2 separate regions of the Rattus norvegicus genome follow, and region 1 is linked to region 2. A link is a contact called in public Hi-C data. All regions are on one chromosome and are shown on one strand. Each heading gives the region's core, a stretch centred on a gene start, on an enhancer-like site or on the middle of the called end of the contact. The rest is flanking DNA. Distances are from core to core; before and after follow the strand shown. Region 1 holds the start of Zdhhc13 (zinc finger DHHC-type palmitoyltransferase 13). Region 2 has its middle 35 kb from the start of Zdhhc13.

Region 1 (4,892 bases), core at 1,223-3,722, 36 kb after region 2:
CAAGCCTGCTAAGTCCTTGAGCCTTAGGCTTCCAGCATTCAGCTCTATATGAAAATAATTTACCAGCCCTTTGGCCATTCAGTCAGCACTGCTTTTTTTTTTTTTTTTTTATGGCAACCCTGGAAATCTAATACACACAGAGAGTGTAAACTAGAAGCCAGGCTTGCTGAATCTCTATCCTGTCCTGTTCACACAACAGCACCCAGCTGGTCCCATTCAATGCTCTCCCAGTCCCCGAGAAGGAGCGTGACAATTACAACGATACTAAATAACCCATTTACAAAGGCTAGAGTGTACCAAGCTGTCCTCTAAACACTTCACACACATTGATTCGTTTAATTCTTTCAACGGTACCACGAGTATCATTTGGTGTCCCATTTACAGATGAGAGAATTAAAGGACAAAGACATAGCAAAAAAAAGATCACAAAAATCACTAAAGGCTGAAGCTGTGAGTCAAGCCCAGGCAGCTTCAGGAGCTCACACACATGCTCATCTACTGGGGGCATGTCTACAAAAGTATTGTCAAAGGTGAGAGACAGGTGAGACAGCCCTTCACATCACTGGAGACTTGCTCCATAGAGGAATTAGACACAGATACGCTTATCTTAACCCTGAGTAGCTTGTCGGAGGGATAAAACTAATGAGCAGAGTGCATTCAGGGGCCTGGCTAAGAAGTGAGGTGTCAGAATTTATCCAGTGCAGACTCTTGCAGTATGTTAGGACATCCAAAGGAAAGCACAGGGCAGACTTCAAGCCCCCTCGAGTTCCACAGCACCTTAAACAAGTCCTTAAAGACGAAAGAATCAAACTACACCAGCCAAAGCACTAACTAATAAAGAAATGAGATTGAACCCTCTCTCTTCCAAGCATTAAGCAAATGATTGGGGATTCTAGAATCAGTTAAAACCATCCCACGGATTAGATACAATGTATGCAGAACACTGGTAAGAGTTGCTAATGCACGCTAAGCAACCAAGGAACAGACATCAGATTAAGTAATGATCAGGGAGTGACCACATTACAAGGTTCTCTCCTCTGTGAAACCCTCGCCAGGCTTCATCCTATGATATCCAAATCACCTGCCTTTTCCTCTTGCTCTGGAGGAAGTCACTTGCCCATCCTATTTGTCATTCAGTTTGCTCTGCATAGCATCATAAAAGTCGATGACACATTCGTATATCCACCCATCGACTCACTGTAATTACAGTGGACAGTTTCTAGGTCTCAGTGCTGTTCTGGGTACTGGGAGTTCCTACACAAGTACAATGTGTTTTCCATCCTCAGAGGGTGTATGCTTTGTGGGTAACCTATGGTGTACCCAATAAGTAGGGCCACTGACAATAATAATACACTTATACTTTGACTGTTTCAGGGTAATATTTTTTTCATGGGTTTACCCAGCACTTTATTTCCAGACACTTATTTCATGGTTTATAGGATATAGAGGCACAATATTAATTCTATTCTGAATGACCTTCTAAAGATCTAACCAAGCTGGGTTCAGTAACAGACACATCAAGGAATTATCACAAAGAACTGGGCTGCGTGCAGGCCCAGGAAAGAACCACTGTTTTCTGGATGGTGAGGTAGGAGAGAGCTCCCCACTAGTAAGAACCAAGAGTATTATTGCTTCATAGTCCACCAATCTGTGCAAGACTTAAATGCCAGTTCCTCCATGCATTCCACTGACAGGGACAGGTGAGGCTTGTCCAGTTTATCTCTACCTTCCCTGTGGAACTCTTATATTTTCTGCTTTCTTTTTTCTTAAAACTTATTTGGTCTCATTTTATTTAATTTATTTGTGTGTGGGGGTGGGAGGGTGGGGTGAGCGAGCTTCTCTGTGTGTGTGTAAGGATCAGTGGAAAACATTGAGACTTTTCCTTCCCCCACCATGATCCTGGAGAACAAACTCAGGTCAAAACAAAAAAAGGCAAGTGCCTTTACCGCAGCTTATATCTTCTGCTTTCTTTGAGGAACTAGGCCCTGAGGATAGAAGTGCCTTGCTAAAGAGCACATGACTGAAGAGCAGCGGACATTTTAACAGCTAATATCTGTAAGATAGTACGTGAGACAGGATGCTCTTCTCCGGCCAAAACCCCTACTGTGGAACTGTGCAGACTTTTCCTCAATTAATTTTTCAAACGCTTACATGAAGTTGTTCTTGACTCCATTTCACAGTTGAGAAGACTGAGGTGAGGGAGAGATTTTCACAAGGATATCTAGCTTTGGGGTAACCCACTCCAGGACGTTGGAATAACAGCCTGAACATGCATCTGAGTGGGAACCTGAAGTGGTGCCAAGGGTGGGGCGAATGAAAGAACATGGAGGGGTGGGACAGAGGGCGGGGATGACCGGCAGTTCTCTAGAGGTGAGAAAGTCCCGCCCCCAGGAGAGAGAGGTTCGGGATTGGCTTCTCGTGGCGGATTGGCAGCTCTAGGATGCGCGCAGTGAGGAGGGCGGGGCGCGAGCCGGAAGTGGGCGAGAGGCGGCTGAGGCGTGCTCCGAGAGCGGCGGCCGCCACTTTGCGTAGGAGCTGCGGCCGGGCGGGTACGGGGTGTGATGGAAGGCCCGGGCCTGGGCTCGCAGGTGAGCGCGGCTGGAGGTGGGCGGCGGTGGGGACGCAAGTCCCGGTCAGGTGAGGCGATTCCGCGAGGACGGCGGGGCCTGGGCCTTGGCCACACTAGGAAAGATGCTGGCTGTCCTTTTGAGGTAGCCGCAAAGCGAGGCCGGGTACTCCTGCCGCCTCCATTGGGCGGCAGGGTGTCGCGCACCGGCGCCTTAGACGCCTAGGACCTGTAAGGTGTCAGGTGACACACCTCGGGTAGTACAGCCAGCCTTGGACCTTAGTCTGGAGTCTGAGAGATTCTGTTGAGAAATTTCCAGCCCTAGCGCCTAGGCTGCCGCCTTCTCTCCACCTTGTGCTGTCTTAGCTCCTGTTCCCATCCACATCCTTCCTAGTCCTTGAAAGCATCGAGCCTGTGGAGGCAGGAGGAAGGGAGCACTATGGTACCATCTGCAAAATCCCAAAGGATTCTATTCTGAGAAGCGCTAGATTAGTCCCAGAGGACAGAGGAGGCCAAAGGGGAAGCTATAAAAACCGAGAATTAAGAATTTGTTCCTTTCGAGTGTGACCTCTAAAGACTAATAACTGGCATTGAACAGATTCCCACATAATATTTCCGGGCTTCTTCTATCTTAGCAAATGGTTAGCATGTGCCACACGCTTTTATGCCCACCTTTTTATCCCAGCATCAAAGTCCTTAAGCAAAAGAAACCCCCATTTACAGGTGAGAAAACTGTAGCAGTCTCTAATTCAAGCTGAGCTGGAAGTAGATTTTTTTTTTTCCTCAAGCAGTTTGAGGTAGTCACCTTAGGTTTTGGACCTTTAAAGAAAAAATTTTCCCCAATTCCAAGAGTGTTCTTCATATCTCCTTATTTTTCTTCTTCAACCAGTTTGGTGTAGGTTTAAGTGGAAAAATAACATGCTGAGGTGTTTCTGTTAGGAGTTCTTGCATTTTAAAAGAAATAAAAAGAATGTGCATGCGGGGAGCCTGGCTTGCTCTGAAAGAGTGTAGAGTCTTTACGTGAAACAGTGTCTCAGTATTTTTCTCAGGCTCGTGACTGCCACTCATTAATAAAAGCCTGTGAGAGCTTAGGTTTACTCTGCTGAAGGGAAAATAACCCTGCTCAAGTTCCATGACATCAGAAGGGAGAGGATGATTTTAGAGGTTGAAGTTGGTGGGGCAAGCTAGACTGTTGTTATGATAAGTGCTACTGCTACTTTCTTGAGTTACAATGTGAAGAGCTTACACTTCCTAGAAATCCCCCAGTCTTGGTCCTTCACTCCTTCTCGAGAGCTAGGTAGGAGTAATTATTTCTAATTTTAAAAGTGAGAACAGACACTCGAGAAAATGTAGTCACATGCTAGAGAGCAACTGAGTGGCACGGCCAAGATTCCATTCATTCATCTAGTAAATGTGTTTTGAATGTCTCCTGGAAGTTGGGCTCTATTCCTCATGAACAAAGCAGACAGAGCATCCCTTTTGTTGAATTTGCTTAGTGCTGATAGTTTTGGGGGTTTTCTTTTGTCAGAATTTTCCTACCCGGCCTGGTTCTTAGTTATGTTTAATACCTCATCTTTTACAGTTCTGTTTGCTCCAGAATCTCCCAGCTACACTGGGCTGCAGGCCGTAATACATACTTGCTCTATGTCTCTCCTATGTATTGATGTGGCTTATCCCTCCATTTCTATAACGTCTTCAGACAAATCTCACCACAGTGTAGCTTTTTGATCCTCTTATACTTAAAATTGCAGGCCTTTTTCATTGTCATCACTAACAGTAACACTCCCTGACCACACTCCCTGACCTCCCTCCTGGTTTCATTTCTCCCCAGCATTTAATATCATGCAATATGCGGTGCTCCTGATGAGGTGCTCTCTCTCTTCTGCTAAGTATTAAGTGTCATGAAGGTAGTGATTTGTATCAGATGCGTTAATCATTCATTATGTTGTGTTGAACATAAAAAAAATGAATCTAACACTAGTGTTCAACCAGCAGTCAATTTAGAAACTTAACTCTGATACTTCTGTTAATATTGTGACAAATATTAGTGGTGTTCTGTCATACCTCCCTACCCCCATTTTATTTGCCAGTCAGCCTTGCCAGAGTTTTGCAGATCATGATTTCTTCTTAGAATCCACCGTAACTTCAGAATGCTTTAAAACTAATGTGATTGCATCATAATTGCCATATAGCTTAAAGATGCTCTGTCGGGCCTGCTCAAAAGCATGATGGCATGGAAAACAGCCACTGTTAACTCATGGATCTGTGCACCAGAAATTTGAATATACTGGTTCAGGTTGCTTTGTCACCCCACTCCTTTGTGTCT
Region 2 (5,382 bases), core at 425-2,924:
GGTTAGCTTGAGACCCCACCCCATCCCAACCTTGTACTGAAGGTGCCCCCTGTGCAATGTGGAGTTGAGAGAGGACCTGGGGAGTGACTGAATGTGTCCCTACCTTCCCCAAATCATGACACACATGGATGTTTGCTTTCTCTTTTCTTGATCACTCCTTTTCTTCAGGGTGTAGCTACTCCCGAGGACTGCTTTTTGCAGAGGCATCGCCAATGCAGTTCTGCACCCTGCCTCAGAAGGGGGTTAATGAAGGGTACCAGCCCTCCCTTTCTACCTAGCAAATTGTTGGCTTAACAGTTCCATTCCGTGCAATGGCATAAAACTCCTCCTCCAGTCTTCGCCCGTTTCTTCACACATGTATACTTGGATCTGTCTTCGTGCTGGCATGGCTGTCCTGCCTTAAAGTCTGTCCTGTGAGTTGGAAAGTGTGTTCCAAAAGAGGCTCTTCTCGTGTGTCTGTGTCTGAGAATCCAGACACTGCTTCAGCCTCACTTAGTGGCTCATAAGACATTTACCTCTCAGGCTGTTCCCACATCCCTGCACCAGAATCCATGGTTCCCCCAGTGTCCTGGGACTTACCCCTGTTACAAAGCACAGCTTTGTCTTTCTATAAGATCCAGAGCAGGAATGGGTAAGAGTTTGTGTGGTGTCTGAGAGTGGGACCAAACCAGACTCTGCTTCCTTCCACCTGCTCCTCTCAAGGTCCAGTTGCTCAAAGAGAAAGATGAGGATCCATTTTGACAACTCTGTCAACTGCTGCCTTTCAGTCCCTCAGAGAGCACAACTGACAAAGAGTCGGTTCTGAGCAGTTCCCGACGCAGGCATGGCCACTAGGAAGTGGGCTCAGAGCTGTTCTGCCTGGAGCTTTCAAGGTGACCTTGTGCCTCCTGAACCATCTCCTGCCAACAGCTTCCTTCACACCCTCCAGTCTGTGTGACTGCCTTAGACTTAAGCTGACGGCAGAAGACCGACCAACCCTGAGTCCCATCGCTGCCCTTCTTAACTCTCAAGGAAGGTAAGACACTCCCTCTCTCCCAACTGCAGGCTGAGTGCCTGCACCATCAAAACCATCAGCTAGTAGCCATCATAGACTAATGAGGGTTTCTTAGAGCCAGAGACAGGACTGGACTCTTCGGCTGCAATTGAGAATGTCTGACTGGTACAGTTTTCATCCTTAATGGGAAAGGCATTCATTAAATATCCACGGCCCAGCCACAGAGATGGAACTTTGTCCCTCCACATACAAAGTCTGCTTCTCTGGGAAGAAGGTAAACGGAGGAAGCCATCCTGGGTCTAGCACTTAGAGCAATAAAATGACATAGGAATGAATTTGCTTTAAATTCCCAAAGTAAAATGCCCCCATCTTGTGCTCCCCATAAGGTTCGCTTTGTATTCAGCCTCCCTGCCCCCTGATGTTGTGATGGCCTCTTGCAGTATCCCCAAGCTCCACCAGGAAGCTGGGACAACACCTCCATAAACCCCACCTCACACTGTCCCACAGCATCCCTGTACAGAGGAGATGTAGGGTGAGGGTGGACTTAGAAAGACCCAGGAAGGCACAAGGCTCGGAGAGGAGAATGCTGGGATCCACAGTCAGTCTGCTCTCTCCATCAGTAGCCCAGTCAGGGGGAAGTTTGGGTGAGAATGTGGGTCTGTGTGACACCACATTCCATTTTCTAGTCTAGTCCTTAGCACCGAGCAAAGTACTGGGCAAAATAAGTAAATAAGTAAACACTAGGTAACTGTTTGAAAATGAGTGGATCTTGACACGGGAAGATAATGTGGGGTTTTGCGTTGGTTTTGAGTGCCCATGATGGACAAAGGTCACAATTTCACAATGCCAGAGACGTCTGAACTTGATTCATGGATGGCTATACTGTGGCTCAGAGAGGCTGAGTTTCTTAGTCGCAGAGTGAATGAGTTGTTGAGGTAAGGTTTAAAGCTAAGTCTTTCTGAGGCCTAAAGCAGTACTCTCTCCCATACCTCCCTAAGGGGGAGGATTTCACCTTGGATAATGTTGCCATCACCAGTGGCTCTGAGGAGAGGTACATACATCCCTGTAGTTCCAGAGGACAGACCCCCATAGCAGCTGGTGAGAATTACTCAGAGATGGATGATGGCTGGAGCCGGAGGATAGCACTCTGGAGCAAGTGAACAATGATCCGAAGATGCTCATAACCAGGGGTGTTGTATCCAGAAAGCCCAAAGAGAGGAGAAGCCCTTGGTCCTGCCAAGGCTGGAACCCCAGCCCCCATGTAGGGGAATGTCAGGGCAGGAAGGGGGAGGTTGGGGAGGGGGAACACCCTCATAAGAAGGGAGAGGGGGAGAGGATAGGGGACTTACGGACAGGAAACTGAAAAAGGGAATAACAATTGAAATGTAAATTAAAAAGTATCCAATAAAAGTTAAAAATTAAAAAAGCCTCGGTTTTCTCCAATGTTTTATTACAAGCCTTATTTATTGAACTCAAAGGTCCCCAAGAGAAAGTTCTCATAGGAGAGCTTTCAAATGTCACAGAGTGAGTGAGTTGTTCAAATGGAGTTCAGACAATTCAGGCAAGTTTTAAAGTAAGCATTCTTTCCATGAATAATAAGGGACACCACTGAATTTAGCAATATTGAATGCAAATGCAAAAGGAAGGGAGGGAGGGAAGAAGGAAGGGAGGGAAGGAGGGAGGGAGGGAGGAAGGAAGGAAGGAAAGAAGGAAGGGAGAGAGAGAGAGAGAGAGAGAGAGAGAGAGAGAGAGAGAGAGAGAGAGAGGGGCCAAAGAAATGCCTGCCTGGGGCAACTGGCACAATGACCTCTGAGTTACCTTTGCTGTTGCTTGTGTCAGATGCTGCCATTCTCTTGGCGGACTCTGGGCACACCCTCAAGAATGACTTAATCGTCCATAATCCTAGTGGTTCAGAAGCACAGCTTCCTCCTCCAGGTTCCGACAGGGTATTGGCGAAAGTCTGAGTTGTGGAGGAGATCTGCAGAGAACGCTTAGTGGCTCTCCAGTCAGCTTTCCCTTTCCCAACCTCAGCCAGTTGAAGAGGCCTGGGCCCTTCCACGCGTAAGTGGTTCATAAACGGGCCATAACCAGCAGGTTCTAATCTTCAATGTCATTGTTGAGGGGACCCTGAAAGAAATGGAGCCCACTGGGATCTGCAACTGAATGTTGCCTCCCTGAAATCCCATCTCTCCTTGAGTAATCCGAGCTCAGAGTCGTGAATGTTTGTCTGTGTTCGTGTTTGGACTCTGCAAACGTGGTGAGTTGAGCCAAAGTTCACTAGCCTGAAGCACAGACACCTACTTTTCACACTAGAATCTTCTCAAGCTGGAATGTCAAGAGTAACGATTTATGCTGGTACAGAATTCCAGTTAACAAGATGCTACCAGTGTTGCCCCCATTGAAGCTGGGAGGCTCTCTAGGGAAGGAGATCTGGAGGCCCCTCACCCACCCACATATCATGTTTTAAGATGCTGGTAGAGGCCCAAGGCCCTAACAACTCAAAGGTTCTTGGTCTTGGTTTCTAAAGAGCTCATCCATATTCCTCTCTGTCTCTCTGTCTCTGTCTCTCTGTCTCTCTCTGTCACTCTCTCTGTCTCTGTCTCTGTCTCTCTCTCTCTCTCTGTGTGTGTGTGTGTGTGTGTGTGTGTGTGTGTGTGTGTGTGTGTGTGTACAGGCACATTTTGTATGCACAATGCACATCTGTGTGTTTGAAGGTCAGAGGTAAACCTTGGGTGTCATTCTTCAAAATACATCCACCTAATCACTTGGAACTAGCCAATTATCTAGGCTGGCTGGCTGGCTGATGAGCTCCAGGGAGCCAATGCTCCATACCTCTACACTACTGGGGTTACAAACAGGTACAACCACTGCTGGATTTTTATGAGGATGCTAGGAATTGAATTAAGTTCCTTATACTTTTATAACAAGAACTTTAGCAACAAAGCTGCCTCTCAATCCCTGATCTATATTTCTTATTTATATGATTTGTTTATTTTTATTTTCTATGTATGAATACAAATATATATACATATATATAATGCGTTCTTGGTATCTCCAGAATCCAGAAGAGGGCACCAGATCCCCTGGACTTAGAGTTACAGATGGCCGTAAGCTGCTGTGTGGGAACTGGCGATCAAACCTAGGTCCTCTGAAAAAGCAGCAAGGGCTCTTAGTCACTAAACCCTTTCTCTGGGTCCTGATCGAGAATTCCTCAATCTAAAGCTAATGATAGGGACTTGCTTCCTCTCTTGGAAGAGTCTTTTCGCTTCTTTCGTCAAAACAGACTTTCAGATTACTTAAGTAATCATCAAGTTCTCATAGACCAATACCACACCTTGTCTCCCAGCTTTACCCAGCATATAACCCCTGTGAGGCTCTATTTGGGTGACAATCAAATGCCTGTCTCATTTCACAAGAGACAGCAGTGTTGGCATGTGACCCAAGTCCAAGCTCTGCATAGTCTTGGACAAGTTCACTAATCAACCTTAACCTAAGTTTGAACCATTGACTGTGGGGAAAGATGTTGATAGCTGAATGAAATCATGTCCCTCGAGAACTTAGCACAATGTTTGACTCCTGACACATGCTCACTAAACATCGAGGGGCCATGGAGAAATATCAATAGGTTAATCTCAGAGAGGCCCACACTGGGAACAGCATAGAGTGAGCAGGTGGTCCCAGGCAGCCCTACCCTTTCCGTGCTCTCCTCAGCACGCCTGGCAGCCCAGGGAGGCTGTTATTATTACTGGAGTGTGGCACCAGAAACTGACTGGCTAACTACCACCTTTCACACATACAGAGCTGGGATATGGGCTCCGCTCTGGTGACTTCCGGGTAAGACTCTTTGGGGCCACTGAAGGTCACCTGTCGGCAAGGACTGAACGGGATGTGCTGATACAAACCTCTGAACCCAGATGACCTAGGTCTGAACCTCCAGAGATACAGCTCCGTGGTGCCTGGTGGACAGCTTGAAACCATCACACCTCCTTTCTAGGCCTCGGTGGCTTCATCTGCCATTTAGTATGTAGTCCAGACTACCCCTAAGTCCTGTCTCATGTCTGCCTGCTGCCATGCCCCTCAGACTTCAGAAGGGACTTCAGGACTCCGTCTTTGAAGCCAGCAGACCCCAAATCTCAGATCAGTCTTCCTCCTCGAACCCATGTTTTTCTGAATGAATCCAAGATTTGCCAGTCAAAAGCTCTGTAATTATCCTGCAGGGACCAGCCTGGCTAATAATTGCCCCCATTATTTTTAATTGTATTTTACAAGGTACCTTTCATCTAAGATCTCAAAGGACTTCTCAAACATTCATTACCCAGGCCCCACCCTTCCCTGCGTGGATGCGAAAGGCAGGGGTTGATTTTTAATGTCAGAAATAAAGAGTTGGA

Evidence for each region. Hi-C and Micro-C count contacts between places; a contact is called where the count stands out from the background.
Region 1: a Hi-C map of kidney shows a contact between it and region 2, with 4 times the contacts expected there. The contact joins the promoter of Zdhhc13 here to the enhancer-like site in region 2. A contact is called at or near these places in 7 of 12 Hi-C or Micro-C datasets (the A7r5 cell line, the Rat2 cell line, Schwann cells and 4 more).

Annotation. Positions count from the first base shown.
Region 1 is chr1:107,621,127-107,626,018 of GRCr8, forward strand. Zdhhc13 (zinc finger DHHC-type palmitoyltransferase 13) reads left to right here and starts at 2,473. Exons shown (of 17, transcript NM_001395115.1): 1 at 2,473-2,588. The coding sequence starts at 2,562.
Region 2 is chr1:107,585,782-107,591,163 of GRCr8, forward strand. No RefSeq gene overlaps it. Among named protein-coding and RNA genes, the nearest start is that of Zdhhc13, 35 kb to the right of the region's middle. Within about 2 kb of position 1,675, at least 1 of the 93 cell types and tissues checked has an H3K27ac peak or open chromatin away from gene starts, as enhancers often do. A contact at or near this core is called in kidney, where this site is marked.